Regions from separate parts of the Zea mays genome. Here region 2 is linked to region 1. Evidence: chromatin contacts called from public Hi-C data. All regions are on one chromosome and are shown on one strand. The core of a region is the stretch at or near the end of the contact, and the rest is flanking DNA. Distances in the headings are between cores, read along the strand shown. Region 1 has its middle 37 kb from the start of LOC100274364. Region 2 holds the start of LOC100191917 (UDP-glycosyltransferase 72B1).

Region 1 (3,392 bases), core at 594-3,093:
TCTGACCCAAGGACCTCCCTACACCTGCATCCTCCACCCCACTTGCCCTTTTCGAGAAAAGGTTAACTCACACTACCTTTCCTAATTAATCAGCCAAGGGCGTCCCATTCCACCCTTGTGCCCCTTTCCAGTTAACATAATAATCTTATAATGAATAGAAAAGAATCCATTGACAATAAATAGAATGATCAAGAATAATATGCATCTTAACACCCAAAACCACATAGAGAAATAGCAGATACTACACAAAAAGTTTAGTTGTGAGCAAGGTATAAAGTAGACCAAACTAGGGTAACCTATTAGGTCCCATCAAAATTAACCTGAGCATGTCATAGTAATAAATTGGAACATTATTGGGTAAAGAAGAGTGATCAAGCGCACAACTTGCCTTCAACGAGAGTATTTTCCACCTGCTGAGTACCGGGTTCCACAGCCACTTGCTCGTCTACTCGCAACAATACAAACAGACATGGTATAGGAGAAACTAGCATCACAACAAACATGAGCACAAAATACATAATAATGATCTATGCGTTGCTACAAGATCGTAGGTTCGAGAACGGCTAAAATCAGAGTTATAATGAATGATATATGAGTTTCCGAAGTTTTGTGTGCTTGGATAAGTTAAACATAGGCTAAACCAATTAAGTGTTTGATTTTGACAACATGTTACATAACAAAATAAGGTTACTAGATTGCAGTTAATATTTGTACGAACCTAATGCAACTGGAACGGGTTAAATCAGAGCTAAAATCATGAAGTTATGAATTTCCTAAGATTGGGACATTATTTTTGCACTAAAAATGATTTCTGCATTTAATTTCATTGAATTCTCGGTTGACTGGACTTTGGCCATGATTACAGGAAGGTTCAGGGGCTAAATCGCATGAAAAAGGACTTAGTTGTAATGCTTCTAAAACTCCCCTGGACGACGGGTTTATTTGCTAACTCATATGGGGCTCTTATGCAAACTAAACACAACGAAGGGGTATCAGCCGATCACAGCCATCCGATCGAAGCGCTACGCCCAGGTTAAAACCCCACCTAGAACTCACTCTAGCCATCGGATCACAAATCTATGGCCCACGGGGCGCACTCGCTTGCCCCAACCCCCAAACCGCACGATCCCAATCCGACCGCCTATATTCTATGAAGTGAAAGGGATACACCGGATCTGGTCTCCACCGCCCATCCCTCGATCAACGGCTATTGTACCCTTCCCCCAACCTGGTTGTCAACACAACAGCGTGGAAGCCACACCCCTGGCGGCGCAACCCGCTGGCATTGCCAATGCACCACCCAAGGACTCCCAACTGCTAATCCCGTAACTATTCGTAAATTACTGGGCAACGTGAACAACGGGGAGGAATCGTTACTGGAATTCGAGCCACACAGTGCCTGGTCCGCGAAGGGGGGTGGATTCGTGGTGGCGCCCAGCCTCCGACGAGGAATTGTCCGCAATCCGTTGCCTCCCGCACCCGATTGCTGATCGAAAAGCGTTCCCCGAGGCAAGGTGCACCACCCTGACCCGAACTCAGTCCTCAAAAGGCATCGTGATCGAGGTTCTATGGCAGCGCGTGTCTTCAACTCACACGACGGCGGTCACTCCTCTCCCTGTCTTTGGTGGCTATGGGTGAGAAGCTGATTATGCGGCACCCTCCCACATATATGGCCATGGCAAGGCGATTGAAACAGCCAGCTGGAGTCCGCCTGGTTCTCGAAGAGTTTGTTACAGGCGCACTCACCGTGGCAAGGAAGATCTACAGCAGCCATGGCTGATGGACACTGACAAGGGGGCCCATATGTTAGCACTTCATGATCACCATGGGCGCGCGCGATCACTGTCAGCGGGCCCTATCCATCAGTGCGCGTGTGACGGTGGACCGTGAGCTAGGTTAGGTATGGGCCTGGGGGGGGGGGGGTCGGCCCAGGTCCGATCCTCTTCTTTCCTTTTTCTTTTCTATTTTTTGTTTTGTATTTCTTTTCTAATTTCATTTTTCAGAATTCAAACTAACTTTAAATTTTGGTTTTGACTTCAGATTTAAAATGTTCAGTAGAAATGGCCAGGCGATTAGCTGTTGTGGTTCATGCCCTTAAAATATGACGTCATTATCTGCTGGGAAATATCTACCATATATATACAGATCATAAAAGTCTGAAGTATATTTTTTCCTAGTCAGAACTAAACATGAGGCAAAGAAGATGGCTTGAGCTGATTAAGGATTATAAATTAGAAATCCACTATCACCCAGGAAAGGCCAATGTGGTGGCAGATGCACTAAGTCGCAAGGCGTCCTGCCATTGTCTTACAGTGAGGACCCCTGACATCACATTATGTCAAGAAATGGAAAAGTTAAACCTGGAAATGATACAACATGGAACTTTGACTCAATTGAAGCTTGAGTCAGTTCTTCTGTAAAAGATTATTAATGCCTAAAGAAATGACAAGGGTATGAAACATATTCATGAGAAAATAGAAGCTGACAAAGCTAATTGCTTTATAAAGGATGATCAAGGCATAGTATGGTTTAATAATCGCATAGTTGTGCCTAAAGATACTGATGTCCGCCAACAAATTTTGGATGAAGCTCATCTTAGTCGATATTCCATTCATCCCGGAAGTACTAAGATGTATCAAGATTTAAAGCAGCACTATTGGTGGACAAAAATGAAAATTGAGATTGCACACTATGTGGCAAGATGTGACACATGTAGGCGTGTCAAGGCAATACATATGAAGGCAGCAGGACCACTGCAATCTTTACCTATCCCAGCCTGGAAATGGGAAGATATTAGCATGGATTTTATTGTGGGATTGCCCAAAACAGCTAAAGGTTTTGATTCTATCTGGGTTATCATTGATCGACTTACGAAGATCGCCCACTTTCTTCCCGTCAAAGTAAAGTATACAGTGGCCACATATGCGAAACTTTATACTGCTCGCATTCTCAGTTTGCACGGGGTTCCAAAAACAATTGTGTCGGATCGAGGACCACAATTTGTATCCAAATTTTGGGAAGAACTCCACAAATCTCTGGGTACTAAGTTGCTCCACAGTTCGGCGTATCATCCCCAAACAAGTGGACAGACTGAGAGAGTAAATCAAATACTTGAAGACATGTTGCGAGCATGTGTTCTAGAGTTTCCGCAGAAATGGGATGACTATCTGCCCTTAGCAGAATTTTTGTATAATAATAGTTATCAAGCAAGTATTAAGATGGCACCATTTGAAGCACTGTACGGACGACGGTGTCGGACACCCTTGAATTGGTCTGAACCAGGAGAAATGTGGTTTTTCAGGCCTGGCATGGTTAAAGAGATGGAGGAAAAGGTTCGACGAATCATACATAACTTGAAAGAGGCACAAGCTCGACAAAAAAGTTGCATAGAC
Region 2 (3,188 bases), core at 513-3,012, 150 kb before region 1:
GTAAAGCGTCTGTTATTAGATCCTATTTTCTTGTTTCTGTCCGAGTCTCCATGCCACTTCGTAACTCATCATTTTAGAATCACAGGAGACATCGTGGCCATCTTTTCGGGATCAGACTTGCATGATATTTGGTTGTAATCTATATATATTTGTACTCGACGTCATAAAGTACATAGCGAGAACAGTTCTTCCTATTCTCTTTCTTACGGTTTGTATTTAAGAAAGATCTAAAGTTCTGAACATAGAATATGTTCTGAATAGGCATATTTTAAAAGTTTATAGACCGTGAAGTTAAGTTATATAAGTAATTTTTATATAACTTCATGCGGTGCAACGACGCACGAACGCCGCCAGGCTTCGGTAGCTCGTGCCGCCGTCCACAACGGCTCTCGACGCAGCCTCGCGGACATTCGCCGCTTTCACTGCCATCGCGTCATCTTCCATAGCCTCCATCACCAGCGCTGTGATCTCCTCCGCTCTCACCAGCGCCTCTTCCCCCTCCCAGCTCCACTGATCAGCCCACACGCCGAGCCCGCAACGGACCACCACGCGGGCGTTCACTCGCTGGTCCGCGAACCTTGGCCACGCCAGCACCGGCACGCCGCTGCTCACTGCCTCCGTCACCGAGTTCCATCCGCAGTGGCTGACGAACAGCGCCACGGCCGGGTGCCTGAGCACCTCCTCTTGCTCCACCCACGACTTGGTCACCAGGCCACGGCCATGCACGCGCCGCAGGAAGGCCTCGCCAAGCAGTTCGCTGAGCTCCCCAGCGTCATCCCTGTCCACGACAGCGCCCTTCACAACCCACAAGAAGCGGTGGCCACACGCTTCTAGTCCGGCGGCGAGCTCCTTGATCTGGTCCTTGGGGAGAGCCTTGCGGCTGCCAAAGCTGACATACACCACAGACCGCGGCGGCTGCTCGTCCAGCCACGCCCTATAGTTCCCCTGTTTTTGCGCTGCCTCCCCTGTCTCCCGGAGGTCGTTCACCGGCATAAGCGGCCCCACGGCGAACACGGGCGGCAGAACGGAGAGCACGAAGCGACCCTGTAGTGCCTCGACGGCCTCCGGCTCCATGGCGTGGAAGGCGTTGACCAGGAGGCCGTCGGCTGTCGCGAGCGCCCGTCCATTCGCGACGAACTGCCGGGTGAAGATGTTGTCGGGATCATGCAGCGCCTGTGGGACGGACGAACTTGGGATGCGGTACACGCCGGGCACGTCAACATCGCCAACGCCATGTCCGGCACCGACGTCGTCGAGGTAGGTGGGAAAGTAGGCTTTGAATGAGAGCATCGTGGCCGACGCGGTGAAGAAGACGAAGCACGGGACGTGGAGCTCCCTGGCTACGGGTATGGCCACGGAGGCCAGCGCCATGTCCACGACGAGAGCCGACGCGCCTGCGCCAGCGAGGAGCGGGCCGAGGAGCGAGGGCGCGCAGCGGCGCAGGGCCTCGTAGCGGAGGTAGAATGGATCGGCGCCGGGGAATTCGGACGACGCGTCGAAAGGGGCAAAGCGGAGGTCCAGCTGCCGGATGGCGGGGAACGCAGCGTAGAGCGCGGCGATGTGGCGGGACTCCGCGGACGAAACTGTGGGCAGCGCCGTCAGGAGGGAGATCTCGCAACCGTGGCCGGCGGAAAGCGCGACGGCGAGGCGGGTGAACGGGACCAGGTGGCCCATGCCAGCACTCGGGAAGAGGACGATGCGCGGGGAGCCTCGTGAGCCGTGGCTGGACCTGGAGGCCGATGATGGTGCCGGCGAGGACATGGTCGATCACCTGGGTTGTGTGGCCGAAGGGGTGGAGCTGATACGTTGGTGTGGCTAGTAAAGTGTGATTAGTGTTGGTGACTGATGCGACTTTGCCAGTACTCCGTATACCACCAACCAACTTCTTTAGTATTTGGATTTTGGACAGATGCATGACTTCCAATGCACTAGGGTTCTTTGGAATGCGTGGCAAATTTGATCTCTACAAACAAATTCGGTCACGCGCACAATAATTGAAGGGCACCTATATTCTATATTCTATATTCTATATTCTATATTCTATGTAGTGAGGTGTTACCACGTTGGGCACGCATAGAACCATTGCCACTCAATTGGACAATTAGGCGGTGCCAAAGTCTAACAATATATTTGTTGCTAAACTTTAGCACTTAGATATTAAATAGAAATGCTGAAACAAGCTAAAAATAAAATGCTAAACTTTAGTATTTATTAGCAGTTTAGTTTCTTTAAGGTGTGCTAAAGTGAGATAAAATTAGTGAGGGACAAGGAAAAGACATCTCCTACTTTTTTTACCTCACACTCTCTCTCCCACACCACATTAATTAGGGTATAGATGTCTTTCTATATTCATTTGCTAACTTTAGCACTTGCATCGAAACACGGGTAGCTAATTCGTTTTACTGTTTCATACAATAGTTAATGTATTTTTTTACACATGTGTATAGATTCGTTATCATCCATTTGAACATAGACATAAAAATTAAGAGCTAAAACGACTAATATTTTGGGACGAAGGGAGTATGTAACTAGTACAATGTCTGGGTATTGCAACAGCACGCCAATCATATTTGATGGTATAGTGCAATGGTACAACATGTGAGGGTCCAGTGGCAAGCCAGTGTGATGGACCATTCCCACAAAAAATAAATTTAAAATTAAAGTAGACCCTCACCAAAAATTAAATTTAATATTAAAGTAGATATATGCCACATACCAGATATTAAACTCTAGATATTGTATTTTATCTTAGCCAAATGCTAAGAAGATACGAGTTAAAAAGGAGAACTGTCCTTTTTTATAGCTATCTCGGTCGCTCATCTCCCTTCAGCTAGCAGGAAAGATGGTCTTCCACACCAGGTCTCCTACCTGGAATGACTTAGCCTTGACCTTCTTGTTGTAAGATTTGGCGACCATGATCTTGTCCTTCTCTATTTCTCCTAGAGCTATCACTCTTTTGTCGGTCACTTCATCAATATTGTCCATCATTGAATTATAATAATCACCGACAGTCAGATCATTTTGCCTGGTGCTCCTGACAGCATTTAGGCTTACCTCTACAGGCAACACTGGTTCCTGCCATAAACAAGCTCAAACGTAGATACTTTAGTAGCGCAGTGTTTAGATATTCTATGAGCCCATGAATCTTCAGACAAGACCTTATGCCAATGCTTAGGATGATCAGATAT

What was found. Hi-C and Micro-C count contacts between places; a contact is called where the count stands out from the background.
Region 2: a contact with region 1 is called in a Hi-C map of endosperm, with 2.3 times the contacts expected there. The contact joins the promoter of LOC100191917 here to the enhancer-like site in region 1. A contact is called at or near these places in 2 of 25 Hi-C or Micro-C datasets (endosperm and leaf).

What each region holds. Positions count from the first base shown.
Region 1 is chr9:41,002,837-41,006,228 of Zm-B73-REFERENCE-NAM-5.0, reverse strand. No RefSeq gene overlaps it. Among protein-coding and RNA genes, the nearest start is that of LOC100274364, 37 kb to the right of the region's middle. Within about 2 kb of position 1,843, at least 19 of the 20 cell types and tissues checked have an H3K27ac peak or open chromatin away from gene starts, as enhancers often do. A contact at or near this core is called in endosperm and leaf, where this site is marked.
Region 2 is chr9:41,150,649-41,153,836 of Zm-B73-REFERENCE-NAM-5.0, reverse strand. It overlaps LOC100191917 (UDP-glycosyltransferase 72B1), which reads right to left and starts at 1,762. Exons shown (of 1, transcript NM_001137341.1): 1 at 120-1,762. The coding sequence starts at 1,761. The coding sequence ends at 322.